2 separate regions of the Mus musculus genome follow, and region 2 is linked to region 1. Evidence: chromatin contacts called from public HiChIP or PLAC-seq data. All regions are on one chromosome and are shown on one strand. Each heading gives the region's core, a stretch centred on a gene start, on an enhancer-like site or on the middle of the called end of the contact. The rest is flanking DNA. Distances are from core to core; before and after follow the strand shown.

What was found. HiChIP or PLAC-seq counts read pairs in DNA pulled down with a chosen protein or histone mark.
Region 2: a contact with region 1 is called in an H3K27ac HiChIP or PLAC-seq map of the HPC-7 cell line, with 5 times the contacts expected there. The contact joins two enhancer-like sites. A contact is called at or near these places in 1 of 15 datasets of contacts at CTCF or cohesin (CD8 T cells), 3 of 484 Hi-C or Micro-C datasets (CD8 T cells, double positive thymocytes and nephron progenitors) and 1 of 115 datasets of contacts at active chromatin or transcription factors (the HPC-7 cell line).

Annotation. Positions count from the first base shown.
Region 1 is chr3:52,877,164-52,881,733 of GRCm38.p6, reverse strand. No RefSeq gene overlaps it. Among named protein-coding and RNA genes, the nearest start is that of Gm20750, 48 kb to the left of the region's middle. Within about 2 kb of position 3,228, at least 81 of the 459 cell types and tissues checked have an H3K27ac peak or open chromatin away from gene starts, as enhancers often do. A contact at or near this core is called in the HPC-7 cell line, where this site is marked.
Region 2 is chr3:52,971,481-52,975,581 of GRCm38.p6, reverse strand. No RefSeq gene overlaps it. Among named protein-coding and RNA genes, the nearest start is that of Gm30402, 16 kb to the right of the region's middle. Within about 2 kb of position 2,426, at least 21 of the 459 cell types and tissues checked have an H3K27ac peak or open chromatin away from gene starts, as enhancers often do. A contact at or near this core is called in the HPC-7 cell line, where this site is marked.

The DNA of each region.
Region 1 (4,570 bases), core at 1,979-4,478:
AAAATAGCCCATTTTCAAGTTATGTAACATAAATTTTAGGGGAGTCTGTAAGCATTCGTTTTTCCATTGTAACTTTAGGATTTTTTAAAACTAGCAATGGGCTTGTTTTCAATGAACGAGGAAATAAATACAATAATCTCTAAACTGGGGTGAAAACAGCGCATAACTGGACTCATTTCTATTACCTGGGACTGGGCTCATTTGCCCCTTCAGTCCATTGCATGCATAAACACTGATAGATGGGGCAGTATCTTGTATTTGGGACTAGAGTGTTTTGATGATAGCAGCCGACTGAGCCCTGGAGTGGAATGTCTCAGCAGCAGTTAAAGGTTAGCAAGATGACTCCACTTGCCAGTAAATGTCTTCAAAGCAGGAACCAGTTATGCAATGTGGAGCCAAGGGTGAGGTTGTGTGGCTCTCTTAACCTCCCTCTCGAAACCTCTAGACACAACAAGTCTTGCTCCAAGATGCCTGGAGCCTAGAGGCAGAAAAACTAGGGCAGGAGTGCATTCTGCCATGGGTAACGGATGCATAAACCTGAGGCCCTTAGGACCAAAGAAGCCAACTTTCTTATACAGACTAAGGTACGAAGAAGCTGGGTGCTGTGCCCGTGGGTGACAGAAAGAAATCAGGAGGAGGCAGAACCCTGACACCCAGGCACTCTACTGTCTTTTGTGGAAATCCTGAGTGCTGAAAATGTATCCTGAGATATCCACTACTGTATCATTGTTAATTGTTTGAACTTGAAAAATATACTCTGGCTGTATAAGTTGCAAGTTATACTTGGGTAATAAGCACTGAAATATCTAGAGGTTAAAAAAAAAAAACTAAGTAACTGTCTTCAATAGATAGCTAGAGAATGGATAGATGGAAAGAAAGAAAGAAAGAAAGAGAGAGAGAGAGAGAGAGAGAGAGAGAGAGACAACGGGGAGGGGAGGGAGGAAGGAAGGAAGGAAAGAAGGAAGGAAGGAAGGAAGGAAAAGAAGAGAGAAAGAAAGAAAGAAAGAAAGAAAGAAAGAAAGAAAGAAAGAAAGAAAGAAAGAAAGAAAGAGAGAAAAGATGGATGGATAGATAGATAGATAGATAGATAGATAGATAGATAGATAGACAGACAGACAGGTTAGAAAGATAGGCAGGTGGACAGACAGGCAGATCACAAGTAAGAAAGCATATGAATAAGGGGTTGCAGGTGTGTTTGCACTAATTTTATTTAGAGTTATCTAAGTTTAAAAATATTTCCCATTTAAAAGTATTTTATTTTATTTATTAATCATTCCATTCACTTACATCTCACACAATATCCCACTTCCACAAGGTCCTCGCCCCACAACCTCCCTCTCCTCCCTTCCCTTTGCCTCTATGAGGGTGCTCCCCCACCCATGTACCCTCTCCACCCCTCCAGCATCCCCCTACACTGGGGCATCAAACTCCACAGGCCTCCCCTCCCATTGATGTAAATTAGTAATGAATAAATAAAATTCCCAGGATCACAAGAGAGGCAAGTTCCTCTAGGTCTCTGCCCTGAGCGGGGCATGTTTATCATGGAAAAACTTGTAGCCCCTCTTGGAAGAGGCAGACTCAAGAGACACGACTTTCTAAAAACCCATTTGATGAGGGGGGCTTATTGAAATGTTTTTAAAAATTACCCGAAGGAGTCTGTTCTTTTCTGTTCATATCCACGACTGAGCATGTTTCCAGAGTCAGCTATAATTCAGGGAGAAATGAGTGACTTGTCAAAATAGCCTAGCGCATGCTCAGTATGCTCAGTGGAGGGGAGCAGACAGACAGCACCTGCTGCTGAGACACAGAGCTGTTGGCTTGTCCCTGCCAGATTTAAAGTTCACCCTGCTTTGTAATTAGAGAAAGCAAGGCTCGGACCATTTCTACATCATACAGCTAAGCAGAAGTCTTCACGACTCTCCACTCTGGCCCCTTGCCATCTACAGTCAGAGCAGAGCCTCCTTCAGCCATCGGCGATCCTGCGCACACTGATGGCTTCATACCGTGAACCACTCCGATATTCATGCCCCTGCTGTATATGAGTTATTAATAAAATGATGCCATTAAGCTGAAGTGTACTTTAATTTTTCATTAAATAGAAACAAGGACCCAAAGAAGTTTGCTCTGATTTCCCTTCCCATTCAGGTTAAGAATCTATGTTAGTTTTTTTTTTTTTTTTTTTTTTCTCTGTGACAAACGTGGTACCAAATGGGAAATCATGAACATTTACTCCACCTCCTGAGGTCCCAATGATGAATGGAGGCACAATTCCACTAAGGTTTGCTTATAGGAGCCAATGAGCTTCATGGGCTTCCAGACAGAGAGTAGGTGAGGGTTTCCTTATAGGGCTGTGGGTGCTTCTCTGCCCAAGGGGAAACGTGAGGAAAGCTCTCACCCTGTAAGGAAGAGAGCTCCCCATGACTCATAGATGGAGACCATTGTCCATTGTCGTCTCCAGTCTGACTGCTTTAGCTTCTCCCTGAGACCAAAGTTTCATACAGCAGATGGTACTAGGTGGTAATACCTAGTGACCCTCCCTACCCATCCATGATGATGTCTAAACAGCTAACAAACCCAGCTGGGATACCCTAGCTCCCCAAGATGGTGGCTGCTTGGCTTCGAAGACAGTCCCACACAACAGGCAGGTACCCAGAAGGCAACCTAATTTAATGTTGTCCCATGAGAACGCTAACACCGGAAACTTCAAGAAAAAGAAAAATCACAGCGCTGGTTAAATGCTGAACCAGGACTCAGGAGCCAGATAACCGGTCATCAGCTCCATCGTTCTTCCTACAAAACAAACTGCGCTTGGTGAAGGTGTTTTAATTGTTTCATACTAATACGTTTAAAGAGCTAAGGCAGCTTTAAAGAATAAGTAGGCTACAAAGGGCCTTTTTAAAAGGTTGCACACGGTGTCACTTCTAATATAAGCATAAAAGTTTAACAATTAAGTGCATTTCTTCCCAGAGGAGAGGCAAGGAAGGGTAACCATGCCCATTCTGTAGTCTGTTGCAATTCCCCAATCAAAACCACAAAGCCATGTAACGGAACTAGAAAGAACTCCAGAGCCCTGAGTGGCTGCCAAACATGAAAATGGGTTTAGAGAACAAGAGCTGGAGGTGGGGGAGGTGACTCAGAGACCCAGTACCCTTCCTCAGTTGCAGGCCAGTTCAGCCCTTCATCAGATAAGAACGTTTTTACGCACAATGGGCCAATTTACCTCACACAGGAAAGCCTGTAGCTGGGTTCAGCCCACCACTTCCTGTGGGAGTCAGCAAAACAGCCTCAACCCTTCCATGCCTTTGACCAAAATACATCCAAGACCTCAGAGGAGGCCTCTCTGCTCATCCTGCTTATTTAGTGGGAGGAGACCACAGTCAGCCTCCTGGCAGTCATGAGGATGGGAATGTCCAATCTTCAGGTGTGCTTTTACTGTGTGCCCACACAGGAGATTATATGTGTGCATATACCCGTGTGCACCTGTGTAGGAAGACTTAAACATTTGGAGGGCGGGGTGGGGTGGGGTGGGGTGGAGAGAACTCACTGCTTTATTCATACAAGTTAATTCTTCGCAGTTACAATATTTCCTGCAGTTTAAACAGCAGCCCACAAACACTGTAGCCGATCCCCACACCCGCTGGAGCTCATCCCCCTCCTCCCTCCCTGTGGTTATCCTGGTCTCTTCTGGACTCTGCATTCTGGGATGCAGGGAAACACACTTCTTTCTAATATATTTTCCTAGGGAGAGAAAGGTGTAGGGCGGATGCTTATCAAAACTCGCTGTCTGGATTTCGTTCTAAGGCAAAGTCAAATGGCAAAGAAGGACAGATGATACAATGTCATTCGGCTTACTTGGAAGCAGCGTCCAAACAACCTAAGGCTATGATTATCTCCAGACTTGAACCCTCTCTTCCTTTCCCTGTTTCCCTCACATCCTAAACATTCCAGCATTGTTAGAAGATCTCAAAGTTTCTCTCCTAGGGGACCACTATCCCAAACTATGATGGCTAGTGTGGATTATTAGGTTGACCCAGTCTCAGAAAACCCTGGAAGAGAATAACAGTGAAGGAGTATCTAGATTTGGTTAGACTGTGGTTGTGTCTATAGATTATCTTGATTATGCTAATTGGTGTGGGAAGACTTTCACCGTGGGCGGCTCCATTCCCTAGGAAGGCTATTTTGAACTGTGTGAGAAGAGCTACCTGAGCACCAGCAAGCACGAAAGTGTGCTATGACCAGCTGCCTCAAGTACCTCTTACCTTGACCTCCTTGGCAATGGACCATAACCTGGAATTGTGAGTCAAATAGGTATTTTCTCCTTTAAGTCGATTTTTCTCAAGGTATTCTATCACAGCAACAGGAAATGAAACTGAGACACAGGCCATTAAGAAATTCTTTCATGCCATTGCCCTTTGTGTTGTCTGTACAGGTCTGCGATATGAATAGGAAAGCTGCTGTCTCCTCTCATTCAAATCCTGTATCCCAAAGCATTCTGGCATGGCTCATCACTAAATCTGTTCAGAGGGCTCCCTTGCCCCACTTAGCCCAGCACCACTGATGTGAGAACCAT
Region 2 (4,101 bases), core at 1,177-3,676, 95 kb before region 1:
CTTTCATAGAACTTGGGTGGTTAGCAGAGGAATGAGCAGAACCTCAACTCCACAGCTCGCTGCTGTGTGCAGATAGTTACCAAGTATGCCGAAGGAGTCACGTTCTGCTGAGCTATCAGTCAGGTACCAACGGCACCGAGGCTCAAATACCAAGTTACTGCTACCAGGATTTAGCAGCCAACCCTTGCCTCACTGACCAGAGGGGGGCGCCTAGGATCCCTGATAGCTGATGGCAGCCGGGCTGAGACTCAGCAGCTGCTGCCAGGCTAGACTCTGGCTGGGCTACACACCTCTGCCCTCCTTGCCTATCTCCTTGTCCCAGGCCTGGTGCTTGATCTGTGGGGCCACTTTTCCAGCTGAGTCACAACGACACAGCTGACATCACACTCACCTTCCTATGCCTCCAGCAACAACACCCCCACCCCTTCTCTAGCCTGGCAGCCTGGAAGGAAAGGAGTGCCAACGTATTTTCTAACATTTCGAGACCTCCATTCAGAGGCTTCTGGGGTGTTCTGGCACTCAAGAAAAGCCAAAGCAGGAACCCAGTTAGACCCTTCCAAAGGACTGCAGCAGCATCCAGCCCACCCTGGCCTGCACCAGAAAATCTGAGGGAACAAGAGGACTCTTTGTAATTCACACATTCCATCAAGATGGGCCCAAATCAGGTTCTGTCAACTCCCACACCACCCCGCTTTCCCCTGCTCCAAAACCAGAACCATTACATAGCTCAACAGACTTTTATTCAGATCGGAGGCTTTGTTAGCACCAAGGATTTGATCCAAGATTCTCTCTCTCTGTGGGAACTTGCATGGGCACCTCTTCCCCAAGCACCACAGCAAAAGCAGATGGCCGTCTTGGAGCGGGTCAGAAGTCCGGGACTCTGACAGGTTCAGAGTTCTATTTGCCAGGTTGAATTGCTTGTAATTAAAATGCTCCTCCTCCTTCTCCTCCTCCTCCTCCTCCTCCTCCTCCTCCTCTTCCTCCTCCTCTTCCTCCTCATCCTCCTTCTCCTCCTCTTCTTCCTCCTCCTCCTCCTCCTCTTCCTCCTCCTGCTCTGCTCTCCTGAACTTATCCTAGGAATGAGCAGCATTGATTCATGCATAGAAACAGATCTGGCCCAGAAGCGAACGCTACCACTAAACATCAGGGACATCCAGTAGAGATGTCAAGAAAGCTAGTGGGCCTGTGGTGAGCAATTAACCTTCCCCTTGGGCTCGATGTTTCCTACTTTTCAAGGCCATGGACCACAGTCAGGGTTCTGTGTGGTGAGTTGAAGCTGGCGTATGCATCCTCTTGTTTCTCGCCTTTTTGACTGTTCTCTCTCCATCCCCTTGCCTAAGCCATGCCTACAATCAACATTCTTCGTGTTTTGAGTCTTGTTAGTAACACTTCATGACATCAGTTAACATTTATCTGCTTTCTAGTGGGGGGTGGGAAATGCCTCATTAGTCTCGACACTTTAGTGGGTGAGGGCTCAGAGACACAAGCTGGCTTTGCTCCTTCCCGACTGCCTTGTGCTAATTGTCAGACTGCTCTCCAGTTGGAGAACTCACAAGGTGAGGCCTGGCCACGTGCATGCGCATCTTGAGGCAGTATGAATGGCTGGAGTCCCATCAGGAATCTTGTATTTCAAAGCCTTCCAAAAGAAGCAAGCAACAGAGCTTTTCCTATTTGGGGAGCTCCTCGTAAGAGCGATGGCATTCTCTCTGGTTGAGTATGAAATGATCTGCGAAGGGGGTCATGCTGGGACCATGGGCTGCACCCAAGCAAAGCCTGAGTCCTGTGCAGGGAGGGAGGCAGTCGCTTCCATGAGTCACTTTACAGAGTGCAAGCATAGTTCTGCTGGAAGAGCCACGCTCTGATCCTTAGATTTCCCTAGTTCCAGTTCCAGTTCTGAGTTCTGTCACCATCAGTGCCACAGCCAGTTCGTCACAGCAGGATGGAGTGACCATGTCTGGGCAAATCGTGGAAATAAGAGACAGAACACAGGTCCCCCGAACAACAGCTAAGGTTCCCCCGAACAACAGCTAAGGTTCCCCAAATGAAGATGAGATCCGGATTTCACACACCGCCCGACTGAGAGGAGCCAGGGTCTCTTGCCACCTCGGTGCCACCTGGGTGACACTGGCAGGCACTCTCAGACCCCTCCTGCTCACAGCCATTCGGTGTACGTCTTCCTGCACTTTCACACGTGTGCCTGCCTTCTTCGCACTCGGGGACAATGAGATTTAGTAACCCATTTTAATGAGGTAATTATATTTTAGCTCTATTATGTACAATTATGCCCGCCCTGAGTTGTTTCAGCCAGAACATGTGGGTGTTGACCTGTCAGTCGGTTTTGCTGCCCCACTGGGCCCAGTGTCTGGTCACACGCTCATGCTGATGCCACCCCTACTATGGCTCTGCAGGGGGTTGGTGCCAATACAAGGCAGGGGCACATGTAATTTCCTGTCCCGCCCAGAGGAACTCCTGATTGCTATGTGGTGGCCCACATCTTCCTCATCTGTTTTCTGAGCTAGCAAGATTACTTATCCAGAGCCCCAGCTAGTCCTCACGTTTGCAGGGGCTGGAAAAACAGGCCTGGCTAACCACCCGGGAGCATATAGTCTTTATTTCTTAGCTCTACGTGGTTTGCTAGCAGGGACTGGGGCTTACTGGGTGGGGATGCAAGCCCTAAACTGCCATAGAGTTGCCACCATCATGAAAACTCAACACAGTCACTCAATAAACACCTGAAGTATACTTTCTCAAGGGTAGCCCCTGGAACCACAGTGTCACGTCCTGGCTCAGAGTTCCGCTCAAATGTCCCGGCCTGGTCTGAAAGCTGCAGTCTTTGCTCTTAAACATCGTTCAAGTACTTGGTTCATCATATCTCTTCAGAAAACACGCATCCCTCTCCCACCTTCAGCCCTTTGGCCCCCAACTGAGGGGGCAAAGAATTTATGAACCATTCGATCTAGCACCTAGTCAAAGAACCACCCAGCCGATGAGGTCCTGTCTCCTGCCTGCTTCCAAGGCCTGCCTTTACTCTACACACTTTCCATTTTGGATTGCCAGTTGGGCCCTTGGTATCTTTGATGGCTTGTTCTCATACCAACTCCGCAAGGCAGACACAGGTCTTGGCAGGAACCAGGAGGGTTGGAAGGCTGGAAGGACAGCCCAGCAGCAGCAGCAGCAGCAGCGCAGAGATCAAAGCCACGTCTATGCATCTCATACTCTTTCTTTCCTCTCTATCCTCCATCCACCTCAATGCCAGGAGAGAGAAAAAGGGAACAAGCCTGATTCTAAAGCCATCAGAGAGGTGTCGTTAAGGGGGCAAGTCACTTGCTGCTTCCGGGGACTCTTGGACTAAGATAGAAACAGTATGTGCTTTCCAAATTAACTTCCTGGCAGTTTGGGGAGAGGACCTCAAATGATTTAAGTTTCCCTCACAGTGGGCTCATCAAACACAGGAAATTCAGGAAATTGTCTGTTCCTGAAGCTTCTGATACACAAAGGGAAATAAAATTTATTTTTTCATTTCCCCATTGAAGTTTGGTTCTGAAAACGTACCATCCTTACTGGCTTATATTTTGTTCCCTTGACTGTGGTGAATTCAATATTAATATGCGTGATAAAATCACTTATTTTTGAGGCAATGCTAGTCTCTGCACATCATTATGAAATTAATGTTATTGTATTGAGATAATTTCTAGGGAGGGGGTTGAAAACTCATTATTAGTGAGATATTCTGATGATGTAGCGCGAGGCAGTGACATCGAAACATTAGCCCTCAGACATGGGGGTAAACATGGTGTTCTCAGGACCCGAGAGATATGGATATTATAAATTTCTTGATATTACTGTTTGCCTTCTTACTTTATACCTCGTAGTGTCTCGATATCAATGGCACAGACTTAAACATTTCTCACACAAGGAAACATGAAAGCTGTCAGAAGTGTGTGCAGTCACATAAGTAGGTATCTGGTGTGGCCAGTGTGCAGGCTCAGAGCTACTCCCCAGTGTACAAGTCGGGGGTGTTGAATTGTAGAAGCAGCTCTGGGACACTGTTTCTTTTATTATTTTCAAGGTTAAGCGAGGGCATGCCAGTGATAGAATTCT